Linked DNA regions of Mus musculus: region 2 is linked to region 1. A link is a contact called in public Hi-C data. All regions are on one chromosome and are shown on one strand. Each heading gives the region's core, a stretch centred on a gene start, on an enhancer-like site or on the middle of the called end of the contact. The rest is flanking DNA. Distances are from core to core; before and after follow the strand shown. Region 1 overlaps Snx27 (sorting nexin family member 27). Region 2 overlaps Tuft1 (tuftelin 1).

Evidence for each region. A called contact is a pair of places that touch in the nucleus more often than the background predicts.
Region 2: a contact with region 1 is called in a Hi-C map of bone marrow-derived macrophages, with 3 times the contacts expected there. The contact joins two enhancer-like sites. A contact is called at or near these places in 4 of 15 datasets of contacts at CTCF or cohesin (the G1E-ER4 cell line, large pre-B cells, liver and 1 more), 57 of 484 Hi-C or Micro-C datasets (the AML12 cell line, B cells, the BV-2 cell line and 36 more), 6 of 115 datasets of contacts at active chromatin or transcription factors (CD8 T cells, bone marrow-derived dendritic cells, embryonic stem cells and 2 more) and 3 of 9 other capture datasets (adipose tissue, liver and pancreatic islet).

The regions. Positions count from the first base shown.
Region 1 is chr3:94,527,790-94,535,389 of GRCm38.p6, forward strand. Snx27 (sorting nexin family member 27) reads right to left here. Exons shown (of 12, transcript NM_001082484.2): 3 at 3,408-3,600; 4 at 1,123-1,187. Among named protein-coding and RNA genes, the nearest start is that of Snx27, 51 kb to the right of the region's middle. Within about 2 kb of position 6,337, at least 9 of the 459 cell types and tissues checked have an H3K27ac peak or open chromatin away from gene starts, as enhancers often do. A contact at or near this core is called in bone marrow-derived macrophages, granulosa cells and trophoblast stem cells, where this site is marked.
Region 2 is chr3:94,605,946-94,612,952 of GRCm38.p6, forward strand. Tuft1 (tuftelin 1) reads right to left here. Exons shown (of 13, transcript NM_011656.3): 13 at 6,808-7,007. Among named protein-coding and RNA genes, the nearest start is that of Snx27, 27 kb to the left of the region's middle. Within about 2 kb of position 4,851, at least 81 of the 459 cell types and tissues checked have an H3K27ac peak or open chromatin away from gene starts, as enhancers often do. A contact at or near this core is called in bone marrow-derived macrophages, granulosa cells and trophoblast stem cells, where this site is marked.

The DNA.
Region 1 (7,600 bases), core at 5,087-7,586:
AAGAAGAAAAGGAGAGGGGAGGGAAGAGGAGGAAGGAAGAAGAGAGGAGAGAAAGGGGAAGGAGAACGGAAGGGAGAAGAGGGAAGAGAGAGAGCAGAGGACTCCAGCCTTTTCTCACAGCAGTGGAATTATGGCAATGAACTGTCAATTAGTCCTGCCACATATCCATAAAAAGAGACTCCTAAACCCAAAGCCTCAGGGGCTCTGAGATCAGCCAGCCACTGTGTCACTTGTACATAATTTTACAGCATTATAGATAGAGTAAGTCACCATGTTTGCTGATGATCAGGGTCTGTCAGACAATGTAGAAATAATCATAACAGTACCTCAGAAACACAGAGAGAGACTTGAATCTCAAGAAATACAATTTACCAACGTGCAGGTCCAGAATAACCACTGCTTGTCACCAGATGAAAAAAATTACCTTTAAAATAACTTCAAAACCAGCAAGCAAAAGGGAGACTGACAGGTAGACACACAGAGGATCAGCACACTGAAGAGGAGCGAGTGTCTCTAGCTCCAGCTGAGAGGAGAACAGAAGGCGCACAAGGAAAACGGGCGGAGCTAGAGATCACCACAATCCAAATCAGCCAGACTCAAAGGGAAGACAGCAAGCTCTCTCATACTTGAAATTCAATTTTAACACATGTACAGAACACGAAAGGGAACAAAAGAGAGTTAATACAGAAGGAAACAAAGATTGCATCCCATTTTTCTCTCCTGTGCAGACTCTAGACTTGAATGCATAAATATAAATGAAAGACCAAAGCAGGAGGGAGTCCTTGGAGCAGAGAAGATGGCCAGAGGGAAGTGACAAGAACAACATGGGGAGGGAACATGGGCAAAATATGGTGACATGTGCATCTGCACATACATATGTGATTGAAAATACCAGAATGAAGGTTATTATTTTATAGCATAACTAAAACAAAAATCATTAAAACAAAAAACAGAGAAGGTGAACCTGGTTCTAGGTATTAAAGGGTAGATACGCACGGAAAGGAAACGGGAGAAATCCACTCATTCACAGAGTTGATTGTAATTCATCTCACAAACATTATCTATATTTTTTCCCAAAATGAGCTCAGCAAGAAATGATCAGGGAAGGGAGTGATCACCTACCTCATCAGACTCAGACAGGAATTCCTGCATGATGTCACTCTCACCAATGACTCGGATTGAACACACTGTAGAAAACAAAGATAGTATCAGGCCCTAAACCAGGAATATAAAGAATATATCAAAAAGCTTCCATTTAAATCATCAGGGCAAAGCAAGTTCATACCTATCTGCAATTTTAGTACTTCAGAAACTGAAGCAGAAAGTTTGCTGCAAGTTCAAGGTCAGCTTGATCTTCAGAGTGACTTCTAGACTAACCTGGGCTATACAGCAAAACCTTGTATAAAAAAAGTAGACAAAGCCTTGCAGTGGTGGCTCATGCTTTTAATCGCCACACTCAGGAGGCAGAGACAGGTAATCTCTGTAAGGTCGAGGCCAACCTGGTCTACAAGCTGAGTCCCAGGACAGCCAAGGTCTATACGGAGACACATCTCAAGATGTGAGGGTGGGAGTGAACACAGAACAATTTAAATTAGCAGCAGGCAACTATAACCTAATATGTGTATCCTTAGGATATGAATCTTAAGGCCTGGCAAAATTCATCTAAATATGGTATAGAACAGTACAATAAAAGGAAATATAAAGATATAGACAGACAGAAGACAGAGGGACACAGAGAGCAAGACACAGGGAGAGTAAGAACAAATGAAGAGGAGGGAGGCAGGTAACTAAGTAACTAGTTATCTAATTAATCTAGGGTAGCTCTCCACCCCAAGGATGGTAAGTTACATTGACAATGTTACTGCATTTTTAAAGTGCTCTACCTAACATCCTTATAGCGTATTCAAGGGGCCAGTTTACTTTAGGAAAAGGTAAAAACAGGGGTTCCACTACTTTCAGGAAGCAGCTTTTCAGGAAGAAAGTTCACTGCCAAAGTAGGTTGGGTTGTTTGTTTTAATTGAATTCTGACAATTAGTCTTTACAGTTATTCTTTTAAACTAATATTCTAAAAAAAAAACCCTATTACATAGTGTGGTGATCTGAGTGAGAATGGTTCCCATAGGCTCATGTGTTTGAATGTTTCATTCCCAGTTGTTGAAACTGTCTGGTGGGGACTGGGGTATGTGGCCTTGTTGAAAGAAGTGTGACACTGAGGGTGGGTTTGGGGATTTCTACAACTTACACCAGATCCAGTCTCTCTTGCGGACGAGATGTAAGCTCTCAACTATGGGCTCCAGAGCCCTCCCTGTCCAGTTGCTGGCCTGCCTGCCACTGTATCCCTGCCATCATGATGGTCATAGACTCACCCTCTCAAACTGTAGCAAGCCCCCAATTAAATGCTTTCTTTTATAAGCATTTAAAATAATATAACTTGGTTATAGTGTCTCTTCAAAGCAATAGAAATGTAATTAAGACACACCGTTAGCAAGCTATATAGCTATAATACAGCCAGGCAAGTGTCTTTTCACAACCACAAGATTACATGTTTTCAGATCTGTGTCATTTCTATACCTTTCTAGAGAAACAAATATCACAGTACTACATCCATACAACCCTAAATTATCATTTGGAAGCTTTATTAATTCTCCCTATTGAGAATAAGGAGACTTTAGATTGTCAACAGATAAACCTATACAGGAACAGCTGTAGAAGGAATAAAGAATTTCTATACAGGACACCCCAATGAACCAAGAATCATCAATGCACCATAGTAATGTATTTATAGGTAAATACAACCCTATAAATAAAAGACCATGAAGGGCCACCAACAACTTCATTTTTCTGTTATGAGGTTCTCTGCAAGCTAGCAAAGCAGGGTACTATCACCATAGAGAACATTTCAGCCTTGCCTTCAGGGCCCAGATCATTCAACACTTCTTATCAGGAACATGACTTCCTTGCACTACTGATGTTTAGGAAACACAGCTATGCAATTTAGGAATTAGAATCTACACCCATTCAGCATAGTAAAGTTTAATGGACTAGCTTACCTTCTGAACTTTTTTTTTTTTTTTTTTTTTTTTTAGTTTTTCGAGACAGGGTATTTCTGTGTAGCCCTGGCTGTCCTGGAACTCACTCTGTAGACTAGGCTGGCCTTGAACTCAGAAATCCACCTGCCTCTGCCTCCCAAGTGCTGAGATTAAAGGTGTGCGCCACTACCGCCCAGCCCTTTTGAACATTTTTAAAACTTACATTTATTTATTCACCCGTTTGGGTAGGGCACAAACCCATCATTGCAAATAAACGGTGGTGATAGGACAGCCTGTGTGAGTTGCTTTTCTTCTACCTCAGGTCATTAGCTTTGGTGGCAAGTGCCTTTACCTGCTGAGAAATGAAGCATCGCTTACCCTTTTCTAGATATTCTTCCAACCCACGACGCCGGGCATCCAATTGTTGTTCTGATAATGAGAATGGCCACTTTCCTGGAAGTCGAGGAAATGTAAAGTTGGCAAATTCTCTCTTCAGGTTTTGGTGCAGTATGGCAAACTCCCGGTACCGCTTAGAACACAGCTGCCTCCCAGCCATGTAAACATTGTATACCTGGTGAGACAGGAACAAAGAATTCACAGTCATCTAAAGCCAGGTGCATAGTGGCTAGGTCTATTTCTATGCACTACACAAAAAATGTTCACAGCCATTTTAATAAACATGGCAAAAGTTCTATGTACAAGAAAACTACTCTTTTTGAGGAGGTATGATCTCATTTTACCAGTTTCTTTAATATCTAAATACCTTCAAAGGCAATTACTAGGTTTTCCAGAAAGGCAAAAGTTTCTCAGAACCATTGCAATGAATGCAATGAGTGAACAAGCAAGCTAAGGAAGGAAAAGAAAAGTTAGGATTTACTATAGAACAGCATGACTTGGCTGACATACGTGTAGCTCACACTACCTAGCTCTACAGTCATTTCAAAGGTGGTCTGGGAACAACTTGGGGGAATCAACTCTTTCTATTGTGTGGGTCCCAGGAAAAGTCAGGTTTTCTGGCTAGGTGGCCTGTACTTGCTTGGCCATCTCATCAACCCTATGGTCATTTTGTTTTATTTCTTCTCTCATTGTTGGCATTTGGGTTATTTCTGAATTAAGCTAGCAATGTGAACAATGCTGCTATAAACGTTTCTATGCATGTCTCCTGTTGTATATTCAGAGATGAAAACTGGACTGAGGATTTAAAGATAAGTACATTTTAGCCTCACGAAACAATGTCCAGCCAAGCTGTAAGATTTGTTACAACCTATACTCCTAAGGAAAAAATCTTTTTAGGGTCTGGGGAGGAAGTATAATCGGTAGAGTGCTTGCCTAGCATGCAGGAACCCTGAATTTGATCCCCAGGACCACATAAACAGGCGTGGTGGGGCATACCCATAATCTCACCATTCAGGAATCATCTGCAGCTAGACAGCAAATTCAAGGCCAGCCTGGGACGTGTGAGAAGAAATGCATTTCTGCCGATGGAATGAATGTGAAAAGGCTTCTGCATAGTTCTAATTTATTTTTCCAAAGTTACTAGTCAGGACAGTTGGCCCCTTATCAGCATGTCACACTAATAAATAACTTCATCTCCAAGACCCCATATTAATATCAACATCACAATCTAAAACATTCTAACTTTTAAAAGTCCACAGTCAACTGGGCCTGGAGGCGTATGTGTTTAATCTCTAAGTCTCACACCACCCTGGTCTACAGAGTGAGTGAGTTCCAGGACAGCCAGGGCTACACACAGAAACCGTGTCTCAGGAATAAAAAAATAAAAATTAAAACAGCACTAGTCTTTAAAAGTTCAGTCTCTTTAAAACATCCAAATGCTAGAACATCTTTTAACATTCAAAGCTTCTCTATGATGAAAATTTTCTTTCTATTTATTGTCCAAGTATCCCTTTTTGTTTTGTTTTTGTTTTTTGTTTTAATTTTTCTGAGACAGGGTTTCTCTGTGTAGCCCTGGCTGTCCAGAAACTCACTTCGTAGACCACACTGGCCTTGATCTGCCTGCCTCTGCCTTCCGAGTGCTAGAACTAAAGGTGCACTCCACCAGGCCCAGCCACTTTTTTTGTGAAATACCAATTGTTGTGGTTCACCTACTATTACATTGAATTTGTGTGCATTTTTCACGGACTTGTTGAGTCCGTGATTTGTCTGTCTCACTATGTTGCCCAGTTGACCCCAAACTTCTGAGCTCAAGTGATTTTCCTGCTAGAGTCAAAAGAACAAGCTACCACTTCCAGCTCTATGTGGTTTTTCTACCAGAATTTTTGTTTGTTTTTGAGACAAGGTCTCAATGTATAGCACAGGCTAGCTTCAAACTTAAGATCCTCTAGCTCATGCCTCCCAGATGCAATGTGCAATGTGCCACCATGCCCAGCCTTTTGTTGTTGTGGCTGACATATGTTTTTCACATGTTCACAGTGTGAATATCTTCTCTCATTTTCATTGTTTTTACTTTATTTAAGGGTCTTTCAAATACCTGGTTTTATTCTTTATATTTAGTTTTTAGGTGTCTGTCTTACGACAGTCTCACATAGAACTCACTGTGTAGCTGCAGCTGGCCTTCAACTCCTGATTCTCCCATTCCCACCTCTCTAGGGCTGGGCCACTATACCTAGCTCAGATTACAACCCTTTCTTCCTTGCTAACAATTCCATCAAGCACTGCAAAAGGCTCTGAATTTTAAGAATATAATTTATCACTCTTCTTCATAAAGAACACTTTTGTGTGCAAAGGAGACTTTTTTTTTACCCATGGACACAAAGCATAAGTAGAGTGTGGTAATGCATGCAGTCAAGAAGTGAAGGCAGGAGGATCACTATAAACAAAAGGAAGGCCAGTGTGGTCTACACACAAACTCTGTCTTAATAAAACCAGAAAAAGATCTAAAAACTTCTTGACAATATTTACTACTGAGAACTGTAAATTTTTTCTATAATATGGAATTCCACCGACATTTTTTTCTCATTTTCTTCTTTTTTAACTTGTCATATTTCTTTTGAAGTCAATAACAGTTAAATTATTTTTTATTTTCCCTAAATACTACATAATGCTTTATAGGACACCTAAGCTGGATGTCCTCAAGTGGTCTATAGTCAACCTCTTACTATAAATAATAGGAAACTGGACATAAAACACAAACAACTCTTCCAGACATGAGACAATGGGCAGCTATTAACTGATCACTAAGACAAGGAAACAAGAAAGATGAGCCCTATAACTCCTAGGCAGATCTCTGCCTGGGTAACTTCTAAAGAATGGCTCAGGGAGGCCACATGAACCAAGTAGGCCAAAGCAGCTAAATTTGTAGGGCTAAGCACCACAAGAGGGTGCTAAACACAGGCAGGCTCCAGGTCACCTTCAATTCTAACTGAACAGCAACCCAAGGAAAGAACTCTCACCAGGGGGTAAGGTAAATGAACAACTCTCAGAGTTAACACTGGGTTTAGAACAATTCAACTTTCCTCCAACCAGGAAAAAAAAAACAAAAACAAACAAACAAAAACAAAAACCAGACTTCCCTGAATTTTGTGGCTTTTAGAAGAGAACACAAAAGGCCTGTTCTAGGAAAGAGACTAAATTAGTTCTAGGGTGGTAGTGGTGGTGCATGCCTTTAATTCCAGCACTCAGAAGGCTGAGGCAGACAGATCTCTTGAGTTTGAGGCCAGCCTTGTCTACAATTGAGTTCCAGGACAGCCAGGACTGTTAAACAGAGAAATCCTGTCTTGAAAAACAAACAAACAAACAAATAAATCTTACTCCTAGAATAAGAGCTATTCTAGCTGGGGATGTACCTCACTCATAGACCACTTGTCCAACATACTCAAGGCCCTTGGTTTGAACCCCAACACTTTATAATTTATTGTGTTTTTTAAAAAGCTATACAATGCCAGGTATGTTGGTGCACGCATTTAATCTCAGCACTCTGGGGGCAGAGGCAGGTAGGTCTCTGTGAATTCGAGGGCACCTTGGCTGACACAGTGAGTTCCAGGAAACCAGAGCTACATCCTGAGCTACATACAAAGTTACTACCCTGTCTAGTACACACACACCTCAAAACCCATATGGTGGGGCTGGAGAGATGGCTCAGCCATTAAGAGCACTGACTGCTCTTCAAGAAGTCCTGAGTTCAATTCCCAGCAACCACATGGTGGCTCACAACCATCTGTAATAGGATCTGATGCCCTCTTCTGGTGTGTCTAAAGACAAGTACACTGTACTCATATAAATAAAATAAGTAAATCTTAAAAAAAAAACAAACCCAGATAGTGGAAAATCTCCTGAGATGTCTTCAGACCTCCATACACATCCACAATAAACAAACAAATAACAGGAAGTAAGTAAATATAAATAAATGAAACAAAAAAAGAGAACTTGTCTGTTGTATAAACACTCAGGTAGCAATGGAAGAACACTGAGAACCCCTGAGCTGCCTCCCCAGCTGCCACTCTCAACAGCAATAGCAGCCACCCAAAAGGAACTGAAGCCCACCACCAATAAGATAAGAAGACAAGAGAGCACAGGATAGAACAAGAGAAGAGAATAGCTACTAGGCCATC
Region 2 (7,007 bases), core at 3,601-6,100, 77 kb after region 1:
CAACAACAAAAACCCATACAACTCAGTTACAGTATTTATAAGCTACATGCCTAGATTGGGCAGATTTTTAAAAAAAAATATTTATTCATTTAATGTAAGTACACTGTAGTTGTCTTCAGATACTCCAGAAGAGGGCATCAGATTTCATTACGGATGGTTGTGAGCCACCATGTGGTTGCTGGGATTTGAACTCGGGACCTTTGGAAGAGCAGTCGGCGCTCTTAACCACTGAGCCATCTCACCAGCCTGATTGGGCAGATTTACCACTACACCACTCTATTCCCCAGCTATGAGATCCCTTGGTACTTGCGGCTTCTCAGGGCCATGTGGTTCTGCTCCATCTTCTGTCCATCTCCTCTTCCCCCATCTTTTCCCTCCTTCTTTCCCTCTCTTCCCTCACCCTCTAAAACCTCCAGCCCTATCTTTCCCCTCCACTGCCAAATCACAGGCTCTAGCCTTTACCTGACAGTTAATATGAGGAGAAGGTTCCCAGGAGATCACCTGAGTACGGGATCCACTCCTGGTCAAGGAAGCCCCTCTTGAGGAAGCAGAACTAACATCAGAATACAAACAGCACCAGGGCAACCCACCACAATACTGTCTACCTTTGACACAAGACTTGCTTTCTTGTGTCGCAACTTCTTCATCTGTCAAATGGGAAATGATGATACCTGGCTTACTACGGACATTCCTTAAATGTTCTTACTAAGTAGACACTATCATCTTGTGAAGCTTAGAGAGTTTAAATAACTTTTCCAACTAACGTGGATTGTAAGAAGGATACAATAAGCAAGGGCAAAGCCCACAACTCTATGCTACACAATCTCACTACTGCCAAATGACCAAACAAAGGATGAGGGAGTATCAGGTGAGTTTCTTTATTGCTGGTGCAGCTTTCTGAATCTACCATAAGGAGGACACACAATCTACCTGCTCCCCATTCCCTGGGATCAACGAAGATAGTAGGTGAAGTGACAATTTGGTTTCTTTAAAAACCACAGAAATATTCTAAGAATATCCTTTCCTTTTTTAAATTTTTATCTATTTATTTATTATAAGTATACTGTAGCTGTCTTCAGACACTCCAGAAGAGGGCGACAGATCTCACTGAGGATGGTTGTGAGCCACCATGTGGTTGCTGGGATTTGAACTCAGGACCTTCGGAAGAGCAGTCAGTGATCTTACCCCATGAGCCATCTCATCTCTCCAGCCCTGTCCTTTCCTTTAAATCCCAGGTGTAGGGATATGGGGCTGCTTCAGATTGTCTGCAGCAACTGACTATGATTTGCCTCGTGCTCTAGCAGAGGCATAGTTTTGCCAGCTATAGATAGTTTCTTCGATTGTGTGACGTTTGGAACTCTGGGAACTTTTCAGAGAATATATTAAATCCTAGAGTCCCACTAGGTGGGGGTTGGGGTGTGTGTGGTTATAGGTCGTTGGTTACGTAGGGGGGTTGTTTGTGGTTTGTTAGTAGCCGTGGACAAAGAAATAAAAGGAAAGAAACAAGATTCAGGCATTTTCCTAACTCCTCTCTATCCTTGCTCTCCTAATGTTAGGGAGTAAAACTACTTTGGGGGAAAAAGAACCCACAAAGTAGCAAAGACCTTTGCAGTACACAAAATTCTTTTTAATTTAAAAATTTTTTATGTGTATGGGTATTTTGCCTACATGTGTATCATTTGCATGCCTTGACTCTTAGAGGCCAGATCACCTGGAACTGGAGCTGAATACAGTTGTAAACCATTATATGGGTGCTGGGAATCAAATCTAAGTCCTTTTGAAGAGCAGTTGGTGCTCTTAAACCACTCAGTCCTGTCTTCAACCAGACCCAAAAAAAATTTTTTTAAAGTTATTTTTAAGTTCATTGGCGTTTTGCCTGCATGTCTGTCTGTGTGAGGGTATCAGGTTCTCTAGTGCAATGCCATGTGTGTGCTGGGAATTGAATCCAGGTCCTCTGGAAGAGCAGCCAGTGCTCTTAACTTCTGAACCATCTCTCCAGTTACCAGGAAAATTGTTTGTTTGTTTGTTTGTTTGTTTTTTCGAGGTATGGTTTCTCTGTGCAGCCTTGATTGTCCTGGAACTCACTTCATAGACCAGGCTGGTCTTGAACTCAAGAAATCCACCTGCCTCTCCCTCCCAAAGGCTGGGATTAATGATGCATCCCCTCCCGGCTAGGAAAATAATAACTCTTCTTCTTCTCCTCCTCAAGATTTGTTTTTGTTGTTGTTGTTTATCTAAGTTACTGTTACTGACTTCAGACACACCAGAAGAGGGCGTCAGATCCCATTACAGATGGTTGTCAGCCACCATGTGGTTGCTGGGAATTGAACTCAGAACTCTGGAAGAGCAGTCAGTGCTCTTAACCGCTGAGCCATCTCTCCAGCCCCACCCCCGCTTTGTTTTTTTTTTTAAAGATTTATTTATTTTATAAATAATAGTACACTGTAGCTGTCTTCAGACACACTAGAAAAGGGCATCAGATCCAGTTACAGATGTTTGTGAGCCACCATGTGGTTGTTAGGAATTGAACTCAAGGGAAAGGACAGTTTCTAAATATTTTATTTATTTATTTAATGTATATGAGTACACTGTAGCTGTACAGATGGTTGTGAGCCTTCATGTGGTTGTTAGGAATTAAATTTAGGATCCTGAACCCCACTCTCTCAGTCGCTGCTTGCTCTGAGCCCAAAGATTTATTATTATAGATAAGTACACCGATGCTGTCTTCAGACACACCAGAAGAGGGCATCAGATTTCATTATGTAGTTGCTGGGATTTGAACTCAGGTCCTTCGGAAGAGCAGTCAGTGTTCTTACCCACTGAGCCAACCCACCAGTCCAAAGGGGCCATTTCTTTTTATTCTTTTTTCTTTTTCCTTTTTTTTTTTTTTTTTTTTTTTTTTTTGGTTCTTCCAGACAGGGTTTCTCTGTGTAGTCCTGGCTGTCCTGGAACTCACTCTGTAGACCAGGCTGGCCTCAAACTCAGAAATCCGCCTGCCTCTGCCTCCCAAGTGCTGGGATTAAAGGCCACCACGAGGGCCAAAGGGGCCCTTTCTAAAGAGACTGAAGTAAACACTCCAGGAGGTTGCCATGCTGATGAAGTGGGTGTGTCTTTGTTCCTGTTACCCTTCTTCGGTTCCCCTGTTTTCCAGGTGATTTGCTTTTCTCTTTCAGCCAAACTGTAGTCCCCATGCCCTCTGCATAGTCCCAGTGACATTTGCTGGTATTGTCTCTTTCAGCTGAAATGCCCCTCCCCGATTGACCAATCAATTCATTAAATTCTTTTTTTTTTTTTTTTTTTTTAAATTTTTTTTAGATTTATTTATTGGTTATATGTAAGTACACTGTAGCTGTCTTCAGACACTCCAGAAGATCTCATTATGGATGGTTGTGAGCCACCATGTGGTTGCTGGGATTTGAACTCCGAACCTTCGGAAGAGCAGTCGGGTGCTCTTACCCATTGAGCCATCTCACCAGCCCCAATTCATTAAATTCTTATTTGTAGTTGGGCATGGGGGTGCATGCTTTAATCCCAAGACTGGGGAGGCAGAGGCAGGCAAATCTCTGTGAGTTGGAAGTCAGCTTGGTCTACAAAGTGAGTTCTAGGACAGCAAGAGCTATGTAGCAGGACTGTCTCAAAACAAACAAACAAACAAACAAAAAACCGAGCAAATGAACAAACAAAACTTACTTTTAGTTGATAAAGAGTATTATGTAAGACACAGTGGTGGCCCATGCCTTTAATCCCAGCATTTTGGAGACAGAAGCAGTTGGATCTCTGAGTTCAAGGCCAGCCAGGTCTATGTAGTGACCACTTCCCCAAAAAGCCTTCAGCTGGTCTTCCTGTCCTCCAAATGTGCTTAATGATTTCCGCTGCACATGTTCTTCCGGTCTTTTCTCCTGGCCTCATATCCCCCAGGCTCAGTTCTAGCATCACATCCTTCCTACTGTCTCTGCATTATTATCCACCTCTTCACGGGCTGGCCCAGCAACCCAGCAGAATCCTGGAGGAATACAGCCCTGTCCTATAGCAGAGCTTGGCTTAACACTGTGCACACAACAGAGTGTTTTGTTTCTTTTAATATTTGTTTATTTATTTAATATATGAGTACACTATAGCTGTCTTCAGACACACCACAAGAGGGCATTGGATCCCATTACATATGGTTGTGAGCCACCATGTGGTTGCTGGGAATTGAACTCAGGACCTCTGGTAGAGCAGGCAGTGCTCTTAACCACTGAGCCATCTCTCCAGCCCTAAAAGTTCATTTTTTCATTGACTTTGTTTTGCAAAACTTCCCACCTAGTAATATACATTTTACACAAAATGTCAGTTAAAACAGGACAGACAGAAGGGTGAGGCTGGGCCTAGGACCCCAGTAACAGAGAGGAAAAGACTGACTATGCGATAGTTCACTCAACTCAGACTAAACATTTTCTTCCCTTCAGCATGCTGAGGTCCCTGTGGTTTAAGACTTGGTGACCAATACCCTGTAGGGAAATTAATTATCCGGCCATCCGCCCTCAATCCCTTCTCCCACAGGGCTCCAGGGATAGAGATTTTAGCGTAAAGTCCTGAATTGGTCTCAGTGAGCCAGAAAGTACTTACCTTTAAGAACCATCTCTCTCACTCTCAGCCTGGATAAGCATTTTCCTTGGGAAAGGGGGGATATGTAGGTCTCCAACTTATGAGTTTCAAGGCCACAGTCTTATAATTGGGACAGACTAGAGGAAACAATTGCTCTTTGCAAAGCCAGAGCTCTAAATCAAAGCATGGAAAAGAGGCCAAGGGCCCTAGGCTAACATCTGTTGTTGAGTCATAGCCTGAACAGACTCAGGCCCTAGCTCAGCAGCTTGGCTCTGAGGAATCAGAGAACTCAGGGGATTCCACGGGCCCCACAAAAACAGCCACCCAGAACCAGGAGCTGGCTAAAGAGGGAACATTGCTTCTCTATCCCAGGGGGCATTATCCTCCTCCATTCAAGTATGGTGTCAAGCAGAACAGCTTCCCAAAGTGGAAATGTTTCATCGAACAGTTCATGGTCAACAGTGATTTAAAACGGGGACAAAGCCAGGCATGGTGGTACACACCTGTAATCCCAGCTCTTGGCAAGCAAGGCAGGGGATAGGGGCTTTTGAGGCTCCCAAGAAAGACACAGGGAGAGCTCCAGAGACACAAAGAAAGTGAACATTAGACACCTGTCTGGCCTGGAACTCACTATATAGACCATGTATACCTCAAACCCACAGAAATCAACCTGCCTTTGCCCCCTAATTACTGGGGTTAAAGGTGTGCACCACTATGCTCTGTGTTCCTTTTTTATTTATTCTAAGTCAGGGTCTTACTAAGTTGAGCAGGTTGCCCTTACATTTTCAGTCCTCCTTCCCCATCACCAAAGCAGCTGAGGCTAACAATCTGCTTCTCTTGGCTGAGACAGCATGTGCTACCAGGCTCTTTTCTGCTTAGTGCAAGGAAAAATGAAGACATGGAATATGGGCAGTTGTTGGGCAGGCAGGGAACAAGCGCTCCTGTGAGCTTTTTTTCCATCACCAGGCTTGCAGCCCAGGTTTATAGGAGGCTGACAATGATGGCTGCATGTCTGGGCAGCTCTTAACGCCCTCATGGCAGAGGTCCCAGAGAGGCAGAAATCAAGCCTCCTCGGTAGCACACAGGAGTTGGCTTAAAACACTACAAAACACAGGCAATAAAAGACAGCAGAAGCCAGGAGCTTGCCACCTCCTCAGCCCCATCCAACATCTCTAATTGGAAGGACTGTCGATGCTGTTGTTTCCCAGCTACTCTCCTGCATCCGCCCTGGCCTCGTTCATTCCTTGCAGCAGCCGCTCACCGCTCACCGTGGCTTGTAAAGCAGACCCCAGAGTTCTCTCTCCTTTTTTTTTCTTTCTGATCCCTTAGAGCCTTGTTTCTGGTCTCCAGAAAGTCTCCTGCCCACTTCCTATCTCTACCCCACATCTCTGCTCCTCCCATGTAGCTCAGCAGGCCCTGCAGGAGAGCCTCCCTTTCCTGCAGGGCAACACTCACTCCTGCATCCTCTAGCTAGGCCAGTCTTCTCGGCATCCTTGCCAACCCCACCCTGCTTCCACCCTGTTAATATTCTGACACAAGCAGTCTGGATATACCTGCGCCAAGCAAGACTGCCGGTGCAAGAGAAACCCAGGAGTCAGGAGCCGCAGCCACATCTGGGGCGGGATGTTTCCAGAGTGTTTTGATGCCTGTATTGTGAATACAGCTGAAGCAGGGGGAAAAGTTACAGTCTCAATAGAAAGAGAAAGGGAAACCAGAGGGATCAGGCAACAGGACCGTGTTGTCCATTTCCTTGGCCCAGAAGAGTTTGTGTAAATTCACCTATGTCTTGTTTGGCTCTGTAGCCCACTAGCTTCCTGGCAGAAAGGGATGAAAAGAAAAGCCACTGTACTAACAGAGACTTCCAGAAACCACCAAACCCTTGAAGAGTTGCAGTCAGCATTTCCCAGAGCTTTTCACTTCTGCAAAGGATGTGAGCTGCTCACGTGCCTCTCCTGTGACTGCTGTCCCTCCATGCAGTCTTAGGACCTATAACCAAATCAGGACACACTGTGGCCAAACACAGGGTTCCTAGACAGGGTCAAAGCTTGGGTTAGACCACAGGGCCTGATGGCTGGTAACTTTTCTGAATACCACAATCACCTACCCATCAAAATCAGAGAGTTGTAATTCACTGCTCACATGCTGACCACAGGATGCTACCTCTGAGAGACAGTGTATCATGTGCTCTCATTCTCCCCAAGAAGTAAAAGACCCACGGGGCAAAGAGATGTTAGCATAATTTATTAAAGTTGCCATACAAAGACTATGTCACAGACAGGAAAAGAATTTGAAGGGGCACGGAGATTATGTACAACCCACTCGTTCTGCCTGAAGTCTCAGGACACTGTACAGACAAAGCCAGGATCTGGGTCTAGTCCTGACACAGAAACACACAAGACTTAAGGCTTCTGGTTGTGAGC